3 separate regions of the Sus scrofa genome follow, and all the other regions are linked to region 1. Evidence: chromatin contacts called from public promoter capture Hi-C data. All regions are on one chromosome and are shown on one strand. Each heading gives the region's core, a stretch centred on a gene start, on an enhancer-like site or on the middle of the called end of the contact. The rest is flanking DNA. Distances are from core to core; before and after follow the strand shown.

What was found. Promoter capture Hi-C pulls out the DNA fragments that hold promoters and counts their contacts.
Region 2: a contact with region 1 is called in a promoter capture Hi-C map of liver, with 4 times the contacts expected there. The contact joins the promoter of DARS here to the promoter of UBXN4 in region 1. A contact is called at or near these places in 1 of 5 promoter capture datasets (liver) and 2 of 47 Hi-C or Micro-C datasets (both in liver).
Region 3: a contact with region 1 is called in a promoter capture Hi-C map of liver, with 2.8 times the contacts expected there. The contact joins the promoter of MCM6 here to the promoter of UBXN4 in region 1. A contact is called at or near these places in 1 of 5 promoter capture datasets (liver) and 1 of 2 datasets of contacts at active chromatin or transcription factors (alveolar macrophages).

What each region holds. Positions count from the first base shown.
Region 1 is chr15:16,204,824-16,208,196 of Sscrofa11.1, reverse strand. It overlaps UBXN4 (UBX domain-containing protein 4), which reads left to right and starts at 1,686. Exons shown (of 13, transcript XM_021074795.1): 1 at 1,686-2,624.
Region 2 is chr15:15,808,863-15,812,235 of Sscrofa11.1, reverse strand. DARS (aspartate--tRNA ligase, cytoplasmic) reads right to left here and starts at 1,739. Exons shown (of 16, transcript XM_003133266.5): 1 at 1,494-1,739. The coding sequence starts at 1,559.
Region 3 is chr15:15,921,862-15,925,234 of Sscrofa11.1, reverse strand. MCM6 (DNA replication licensing factor MCM6) reads right to left here and starts at 1,597. Exons shown (of 17, transcript XM_021075844.1): 1 at 1,392-1,597. The coding sequence starts at 1,498.

The DNA of each region.
Region 1 (3,373 bases), core at 437-2,936:
TCACATGATTACATTTCTGATGAATTTCCCCTCTTGTATTCATCATCACTTACAGTTCAAGGTCTGTCTTCCTCTTTTAGACTATGCAGTCACAAAGACATGGCCTCCATCTGCTTGCCTCATCTCCTTATCAATGCCAGGTACAGGGCCTAGTTCATAGCAGGTAAGCAATACATAATTGATGAATAAGTGAAAGGCTATGAATGATTCTTCTCTCTCTCTCTTTTTTTTTTTTTTTTTTTTTTTTTTTTTTGTCTTTTTAGGGCCCCACCCATAGCATATGGAAGTTTCCAGGCTAGGAGTTGAATCAGAGCTGTAGCTGCTGGCCTACACCACAGCCACAGCAACATGGGATCCGAGCCATGTCTGGGACCTACATCACAGCTCAAGACAACATGGGATCCTTAACTCACTGAGTGAGCCCCAGGGATCAAATCCACACCCTCATGGATACTAGTCAGGTTTGTTACTGCTGAGCCACAGCAGGAACTCTCCTAATATTTAATTCTAACACTAGGAATAATTAATCGTTCCACTGCAAGGGTATATACATTAATCGAATTTTAAGGAATCCATTTAAAGTTGATGTTAAAGATCAACTCTAACTCTTCCTGAGCAACAGTGTCCTATATAAGCAGCAACTATCTGTAAGATTACTGTCTATAATCAGCATTATGTTTGTTTATAATAACACTATATGTGAGGCCTGGTTGGAAAAAAGTAAATAAAAATTGGAATGTTAGCTATTTTTAGGTTAAATATTTGTAGAAAATGGGTATTTTCGGATGTAGCCCCTCCTTAGCCCTGCAAAGATTGTCAAATGGTTGTACTGCTGGAGAAGAAATTTAAGTCATGTAGAATGTACAATATAAGAGCGTATGCAACTGTAAATAAACCATACATGCCTTTAGCCAATAGTTATTAGAGACCATATACTTTCATGAAAGTATTAAATATGGATCGGTTTTCATTTTAATGACAACCTACCAGAAAGTGCCATATCTTGATTATAATACATTATCACATATTGTCATAAACAAAATTCTTCTTTTGTAGTACAATGAAAAGTAGCTGGAAAATAAATCATTATCTATTCTCTGGCTTCAACTTACTGTAGAAAGCAACTGTGGCAACAGCATAGCTAAGTGTTATGAGGTTTGAAACGATCTCTAACCAATGACTAGGAAATTACTCAAGGTCTGCATCGAACCAATACCTCCCCTGTACCACACTCTGTATGGTATTACAAAAGGTTCTTTTCTTCAAGGTTGAGCTGATAAATTAAGATCAAAAGAAATCAAAGCCTTGTCGTGAATCCCCACAAAGCCCACTTAGTCCCTTACCCAGAGACACCCACGCTATCTCACAATGGTCACTAATAGTAATACAGAATTACATCGTCCCAAAGGCAGGGTTCCACTCAGGGCGGGGACGATTTCCTCCACTTTCAAGGTCTCAATAAAGCCAAGAATGGCATCTCTCGGCGAGAAGCACTACTTCTCCTCTTTATAGATTGTGAAGTGACTCACTACCGCCCCTTTAGCGGTGCGCGAGAAACCAGTTATATTTTCCACAGAGTTAAAGGGACCTAGCCTAAGAAGCCTACAATTCCCATCATGCCTTAGGAAGGCGCCGCCGACGCGCCTTAGCTACTAGTCATCCTTCCTACTACCTCCGTCCACTTCCGGGACTGCCGGGCCTGCGGCCTTGTAGGATAGCGCACCCACCGACTTGCCAACAAGACAAGTCACCGGGGTGCCTAGACGACGGCGACGTGTGGTGTCACGTGTCGCGGGGCGCTCCTCGTCTGCGCGCTTGCGCGCGTCCCAGAGGGCCTCTGACCGGCTTGCGCGCCTGTGCGGGGCCGGAGGCGGGGGGCGGACCAGCTGCGGCTGCGGAGGCCGCGGGGCCCGAGGACGGAGAGGGCGGGGTCAGCTCCGGGACCGCGGCGACAACACACCAAACGAGCGATAGGGCCCGAGGGCAACGATGCTGTGGTTTCAGGGCGCCATTCCGGCCGCCATCGCATCAGCCAAGAGGAGCGGCGCGGTCTTCGTGGTGTTCGTGGCAGGTGAAAGAGGCGAGGGCCCGAGATGTGGCCGGGTCATTCCCCACCCCGCCCCGGCCTACGTCCAACCCCAGAAGCCCCCTGCCTTTCGTCCTCGTGCTGAGGGGCCCGGCCTGTCGGTGCTGACTGGCTTCTCAGCGCCTCCCCCGTCCGTTTGGAGCTCACCGGGCTTTGCCCCCACCACCGGCTTCTCCCGGCCTTGTCCGGAGAGCGCGCCTAGCCCCGCCGTCACCTCTCTGTGCGGGGCGAGGGGAAGAGCGGAGCAGGCCCTCGCCCGCCCTGCCCCGCAGCTCCCCGCCGAGCCTTACTCCGGGCCGCCTGCGGAGTTGTTGCTCACAGACCCCCACCGCCCCCGTTGGAGATTTCTGTCTCCGAGGACCCGCTTCGGGAAACTTTAAAGCCGCTGTCATTAGTGTTGAGGTGCGGGGAGAGACAGGCCATTAGCCAGGCAGGCAGTTTGTAACTAGTTGTGGACTGCCAGGAAGAAAGCTGTGTCATAGGTAATCCACAAAGAGAAACCACCTGATGTCACGTTCCTGAGACGCAAACTTTTCAGGTCTCTATAGGTTTGACTTTTTAAACAATGTTATGGGGGGTGGGGTGGAGAATCTAATCTTTTTCTTATTTTAACCATTTGTTTAGAAGAAGTAGATACAGAGGCTTTGGCTATCTTTGTTGTCTTCCTAGTTTCATAGCTGCAGTTTCAGGTGTACTGACTCATTTATCCTAAGTTGCTCTGGGATTTATTACTGAAATCTTCTATTTTTCAGTAAACAGATGCTTCTGTGGTTTTGTTGATCCTCATTATGTAAACCAAGTCAGTGTTTGTGACTACCGTTAATTCGAGGTGTATTATTTCAACTATTTGTGTTTAATAGCAGTTTGGTCATTATTAACTCATGACTTGGGAAAATAGATAATAGCCCTATAGCTTTATGCACTACAGTGAAGACGAAGTTGCTGAAACGTGAGTTTCACTTAACATTAAAGTTGGAATTTCAGATTGTTTTAAATTCTGCTAAAATTTTAGTGCAGTGCTATTAATTAGAAGAACTTGGGTAGTTTAGATTCTCTTATGCTGTTTTTGTTTGTTTTTGGCGGCGCTTGTGGCATGTGAAAGTTCCAGGGCCAGGGGTCAAACCCCTGCCAGACCACAGTGTGACAATGCCAGATCCTTACCCTCTAGTCCACCAGGGAACTTACACTATTATCCTGTGTTAGTGTTGTATTTCACATAAATGTCATAAACGTATAAGGAATTAAGTGGATAAATAGGAAAAGGAAAATTAAATGATACTTAGTATG
Region 2 (3,373 bases), core at 490-2,989, 400 kb after region 1:
GAAAGAGAACCAACATTTAGGGGTAAGCTTTCGGAGCACCAGATGTCCAGTTTTCAAAAATCAGAGATGTTGGCTATAACCTAAGTACAACTTTCTTTTTGTCACTGACAATATGACACCAAAATTGTTACAGATTTTAAGTCAGGAACAAGAGAAGGGAGACCTAGAGTTCAGACTATTATTTTTAACAAACTATACTTATTAAATTAGTAAGTGGCCTTTTATTTCAATCTCACTTTATTAAATGATCTCTAAGACCCTTCTAGCTATAAAAATGACATAACTCTGTCACAATGGCTACCTCATAACTAGACTTACACTATCTGCAAAAGTGCACTGCTAGTTTATATAGACAATCAGGTCCAGAATACACAAAAGTAGATTCCTTAAATTTTAGAAGGTAACTTAAGATGTGGATGAAACAGTTTCTGCCACTATAGCTGTCTGCTGGAATTCTCATCTTCATTAGACCTGAAGGATGTAAGATTTTGTGTTTATACTAAAACAAACCAAACAATGTATTAAGGTGCTTACTAAAGTTTTTTTGTTTGTTTTTGGCAAATAACAAAAAATACACCTTAAAGATATTCAGTCCTAATAAAAAGATAGTCATACAATGTAGCAAGACCGCAGCATAAATAAGTTACAGCATGTGAAAAGAAAATAAGAGGTCACTTATTAATACCGTTCATACTTCAGCAAACCTTATTCCATCTAACAGTCTTAAGATAACCTATTCCTTAGGTAGTTTACGATAAATTCATATTTCCTCAACAGAAAAATTAGGAGCCAGATAGGGATCTCGGTTTTACCAACAGCACGCATTAACTTGTAGGTTTCAAAACTTTCATTTCCAGATAGCACTGAAGGACCACAGATGATTTTGGGGGCACTTCATCTCAAATGCATTCTCTGCAAACTTCCCTACCTATTTCATGGGTTACTTAAGAGAAAAAAAGGAAATTTTAAAAATGACAAGTGTTCTCTAAGGCTGTCGCATGGAAAACGGCCATTAAACATTTTGGCAGATCGTTTTACTAAGTACTGTCATAACTTGAAACACATTAGGAACACACGAGCTGTGCGAAAATCGATTATCAGTGGACATTAAAATTTTCCGGGGAAAGAGACGGATTACGTGAAGGACGTGCCTAACCCAGGGAGGTTTAAGTGACCTCGCCGCTCCTACTTCCGGGGCACTTGGTACTTTAAGTCCACCCCAGCCCAGCGACACGCTTCTCCTAGGCCAGGCCTCCTAGGCGCCGCAGTGAGAAATGCGATCCGTAGTGCCTCTGGCCACGTTGCTCAGACAAGGACCTTGGAGGCCCGGTGAGCGTTCTAAGAGCGCGAACCTCAGGCATGCGGCCTGTAGTCAAAGTGCCGATAGGGATCCAGAAGTCAAAGCCCCGCTATCCCTACTCCCTCCCTCCGCGCGGTCCCGCCCGGGGCGGGGGGGGGGTCCTGCGCTCCCAGGCCCGGGAAAGAAAACCCACTTCCGCCGCGTCCATGATGTCCCGCGGCTTCTCCTGACTCTTGCGGCTGGCGCTGGCGCTGGGCATCTGGACAAATGGACAACTGGACAGGGAAGCGATCACCACCCTCCCTCGCAGGCTTCCGTAGGGCAGGCCAAAGGGGCTTCTCCCTCCCGCAGTCTCCGCCCTCCCTGCACTCCAGTCACAGCACACACGTTCGTACTCCGCGTGGAGGGTCGGCTGCGGAAAGATCGCGAGAACTGCAACTCTCTCGAGATCTTGGAGCGCTGGGAGGCTGATAGCGCGCTCCAGTGTCGTCTTCTTGCCCCGCCCTTATGGGTGTTGGGAATCCCCGGGAATTCGTTATAGTCTCGCGGGAATGATTCTTGAGTAGAGGAGTCTCAAAGCCTTAGTTGGCACAAACTTGAGTCTTTTCGCTTTTCAGGCCTATCCCAACTACAGCCTTTACTGTGTCGTCTTTTCTGCCCTACTTACTCTTCTTGGCTTTAACTGCAGACTGTTCACCAAAACATCCACCCAACTCGAGATACGACTTTTCCTCTCATGGACTTATCCGCCTCCAACACTGTCCAGCGGGAGTATAGGTGCCTGGACTCATGGGAGACCTCTTCTCAAAAAGCTGCTCTGTGTACTGGGTTATAGGCAGTTGGCTTGCTAAGGTAGGATTGGGTACTGGTACCCAAGTTAAAAGTGAAACTGGAGTTCCCATCGTGGCCCAGTGGTTAACGAATCTGACTAGGAACCATGAGGTTGCAGGTTCGATCCCTGTCCTTGCTCATTGGGTTAAGGATCCGGCATTGCCGTGAGCTGTGGTGTAGGTCACAGACGCGGCTCGGATCCTGCGTTGCTGTGGCTCTGGCGTAGGCCGGTGGCTGCAGCTCCAATTTGACCCCTAACCTGGGAACCTCCATGTGCGGTGGGAGCGGCCCAAGAAATGGCAAAAAGACAAAAAAAAAAAAAAAAAAAAAGTGAAGCTTAAGCACAATGGCAAAAATCCTACATAACTGCCTGATTGCCTGGACCTGTTGCATCGTTAGAGGCAATGCATAGTGTTGCTTGTCCAATGAATGAATCTCTATATAGTTCGGCTTTTTTTTTTAATTGTCATTCATAAGCCGCTTATTGCAATTGAAAGTAATTTGGGGGCGTAGTTAAATGCCGTCTCCTCTGCTAGCCGTCTTTGCACTCCGTCAAGTTTTAACTACCTTACTAGTCTTAGCCTGTGACAAAGTGGCAGAGTTTTACTTGTTCAGGAGTGCAGATAGACCCCAATGCAAATGAAAGGGCTCTAGAGGCTACCACGTTCAGATCCCGGGGTACAATAGTGAGGAGACACATAGTCCCTGCCCTCAGCTTACCTTCTCATTGCAGGTATGAAGTAGAGGTACCAAGTACTATGCAAGTTTTTTTGAGGGCATTTACCTCAGACTTCGCTGAGGAAGTGATACTTCAGCTAAATTCTAGAAGAGTCAGCCAGGTGAAATGGGGCCTAAAGAATATTCAAGGCAGAGCGGGTTAGGAAGAGAAAGATCATGGCTCAATTACATTCAAGGGGAGAATGTCCAGGTAACCTTTGCCTTTCTGAGGTCTGGGCTACAGATGTATGTTTCACATACACTAACTCATTTAATTCTTATACCAGAGAGGTAATATTGTAATCTTTTTGCATATGGGGAAATTGAGGCAGAGAGTAACTTGCCCATGGTCTTAGAGCCATTAAATGATGTATTTCAAGTCAGATAGTGTGGTTTCAGAATCCATGTCTTTAACCACTGTACCTCTGACTACCTTACCTGTCTTTAGATATGAGAAGTTTGGATGAGAGGAAAAATATAGGTGGTAACTAATGGGGAGTAAGTCAAGTGGAGTTTTATTAAAGA
Region 3 (3,373 bases), core at 348-2,847, 280 kb after region 1:
CCACTGAACTATACATTTACAGAAGGTTGAAAAGGTAAATTTTAGATCACATATATTTTACCAAAATAAAAAAAAAAAAATTTCCTGCCATGTTAATGAGCCTTAAAGACACTGAACTCATTAGGGTCCCTGAATATGGCTACAAGAAATTTTAATGATGGGAAGCATTTTCCTAAGATATGATATAGTTTTTTTAAAGCTTCACTATACCTAGTGCTAACAACTTAGTGAATTTCTAAATATTAGTAAAACCACATGATATTTTTTTAGGACTATGACAAAGAGTCTCGGGCCAAGGATGTCATCGATGAGTAGTTCCAATGCAAAAAATGATCAAATTTAAAAACTGAATTCTTGGAGTTTCCATGTGGCACAGGGGAAATGAATCTGGCTAGGAACCATGAGGTTATGTGTTCCATCCATGGCCTGGCTCAGTAAGTTAAGAATCCAGCATTGCTGTGAGCTGCCGATGTAGGTTGCAGAAGGGGCTCTGATCTGATATTGCTGTGCCCTAGGCCAGTGGCTACAGCTCCGATTCGACCCCTAGCCTGGGAACCTCCATATGCCACAGGTGCGGCCCTAAAAAGCAAAAAAAAAAAAAAAAAAAGGATTCTTAAAAAATAATTTTCTAAGACATTCCAAAGTGCTTCTATTTCTCCTGGAGCTAGTGGGGTTCATCCTCAAGGAGAGCCATGATGTATCTGCACTAAGAAAAGTAGCAGATGGTAGTGGCTGTAAGCCAGGGCGAGGGGGTCTGAGATGCCTGGGGCCTAAAAAAGGTAACAGAAAAAAAAAAAAAAAAAAGTGAGGCTTAAGGGATTGGAAGGAAAGGAAGAGATGGGCGGGTGCGTTCAACGACATAAGCATCGCAGGGCGGCCCCTCGGAACATCTGTCAACCAAACAGGTCACCGCCACTTGGATCTGCACAAGCTCCAGGGCTGCCAGGCCCTCGGCGGACCCCAGCCAAGCTCCCACTAGGATTCCGAGGACACTTCGGCCTCCCACACCACCCAGCCGACGTGCGGCCTAACCGGTAAGTTACGCATCCCCACCCAGCCTCAATGTCCGCACCGGGAACCCGGGGCTAGGCAACCACTAGCCTTTCAGTCTGTGAGGACTGAATGGTGGGCCTAACGCGCTCGGTACCGGGCACTGCGCACCGCTCGAGTTTGAGAAAGGGCTCCAGATGCATTTCACCCGCTGGAAACCAGCCCTGCTCGGCCCGACCCAGGCTCCTTCCAGCAGCCCAGCTAAGCCTCCCGTGGGCCGCTCTCCCCGGCGCGCAACCCCTCATTTCCAGAACACTCGCGGCCCCCACAGCGCCCGGGCTCCGGAAGCCGGGAGGAGCCTGAGGTGAAGGTCCGCGAGGAAGGGGCGCTCGCCGACTTACTCCTCCAAGAAATCTAGGAACAATTTCTGGCACTTTTCGGCCACCTCGTCGCGGACTTCTAAGTGCTGGCTGCCGGCGCTCGGTTCCGCTGCCGCCGCGAGGTCCATGGCTGCCGAGCGCTGAGGAGCCGCCGGCGCCACGCTCGATCGCCAAGAGTAGCTTCTCCCTAGACGATGCCGCTTTGCGCGCGCCGCCTCCGCCCCGCCCCCTCGTCCCCCACTGGAAAGGTCGGAGCCAATCGTGGCGCAGGAGCTCAGAGATTTCGCGCCAAGCCTGCCCAATGAGCGCGGCTCTTCCCTTTGCCCCGCCCATGTAGCAGAGATTTCGCGCCAAATGCAAAGACCTGAGTAAGCTGGGAAGTCTGCCTTTGCGCCTGCGCAGTTTGGCTGCTAGGAGCCGGTTTAGAGATAGGTTGTTTGTTCCAGTGGTTTTTCAAATGTTCAGATCATCTCACTGAGAGCAATTGAGCAGAAGGCGTAAGACCTTAAGGAAAAGGAAAATGAAGATTCAGTCCTGCTTGAGACCTCCTGCTTGAGTCTAACTGGAGGAAATAAACCGTAAACCACCGGATAAAACCTCGTGGAAGAGTTAAAAGAGACGAATAAGCAGTACTGGCGCGGGGAGGGGAGAGGAAGGATTTGGCAGTTATTGTGGCTGGAGCTGACTGGGAAAAATCATAGAATCTTTGACATTATTGGTTAATTCCTCTCTCAAATGCACTGTAGACTTGCGTCCTCCTGATTTTACTTACCCCCCTCTTTGGCCATATTTCCCCGACCTCATTTCATTTGATTTTCTCTTATCTCTTTCAGCCATTCCTGGTTACCCTCTGCAGGCAGCTATTTAGGGAATCCATTAAATGTTATGGTCCCAGAGCCCTCCTTTCCCATAAAGGAGCTTTCTTAAGCAACCCCTTAATTTCCATGCTTTCAATTCACTAAAGTCTGGATGCTGATGGCTTCTGAATGTGTACCACCAACCAGTTCTCTTTCCTGGGCCTCCAAGAGATTAAGAGAAACCTGGACCTATTCCATTTTTTAGACTTGAAAGCACATTTAAAAGAAATTATTTTTTTAAATGCCAAACAGGGTGACAGAAGCTATGCTAATTCTTTTAACACACACACATATACACAAACACACTATTCACAGGAGTTTCCTGGTGGCCTAGTGGTTAAGGGTTCATTCAGCATTGTCACCAATGTGGCTTAGGTTTGATCCCTTACCAGGAACTTCCGCATGCCTCAGGCACAACCAAAACAAAAAAAAAAAAAACAGGAGTTCACGTTGTGGTGCAAAAGAAATGAATCCCATTAGGAACCATGAGGATAAAGGTTCAATCCCTGGCCTCGCTCAGTGGGTTAAGGACCCGGCATTGCTGTGAGCTGTGGTGTAGGTCGCAGACTTGGCCCGGATCCCGTGTTGCTGTGGCTCTGGTGTAGGCTGGCAGCTGTAGCTCCCATTAGACCCCTAGCCTGGGAAACTCCATATGCCACGAGAGCGGCCCAAGAAATAGCAAAAAAAGACAAAAAAAAAAAAAAAAAAGAAGGCAGAGTTTCATACTGACTTGCAGCCATGCCTGCTGAGTAATTTGGGACTTGCTCTTCTCAGCCTTCCACACCTCATTGGGCCTCCTTTCTCCCTTCAAATATGCATCTCTGAACCAGATTAGTGGATGAGGTCTCCAAGCAAGGGTTGTGGAGGTACCTTCCATAGAAGAGGAGAATGAGTTATGAAACATCTCTGTGTTATATTCCACAGAGTTCATGCCTCCATGTGTATGTGGGCCTGAGCCTGCTCTCCTTAGAAAGGCTTCCTTGGAGTTCCTGTTGTGGCACAGTGGTTAACGAATCCGACTAGGAACCGTGAGGTTGCAGGTTCGATCCCTGGCCTTGCTCAGTGAGTTGGGGATCCGGCGTTGCCGTGAGCTGTGGTGTAGGTTGCAGACACGGCTTGGATCCCGAGTTGCTGTGGCTTTGGCGT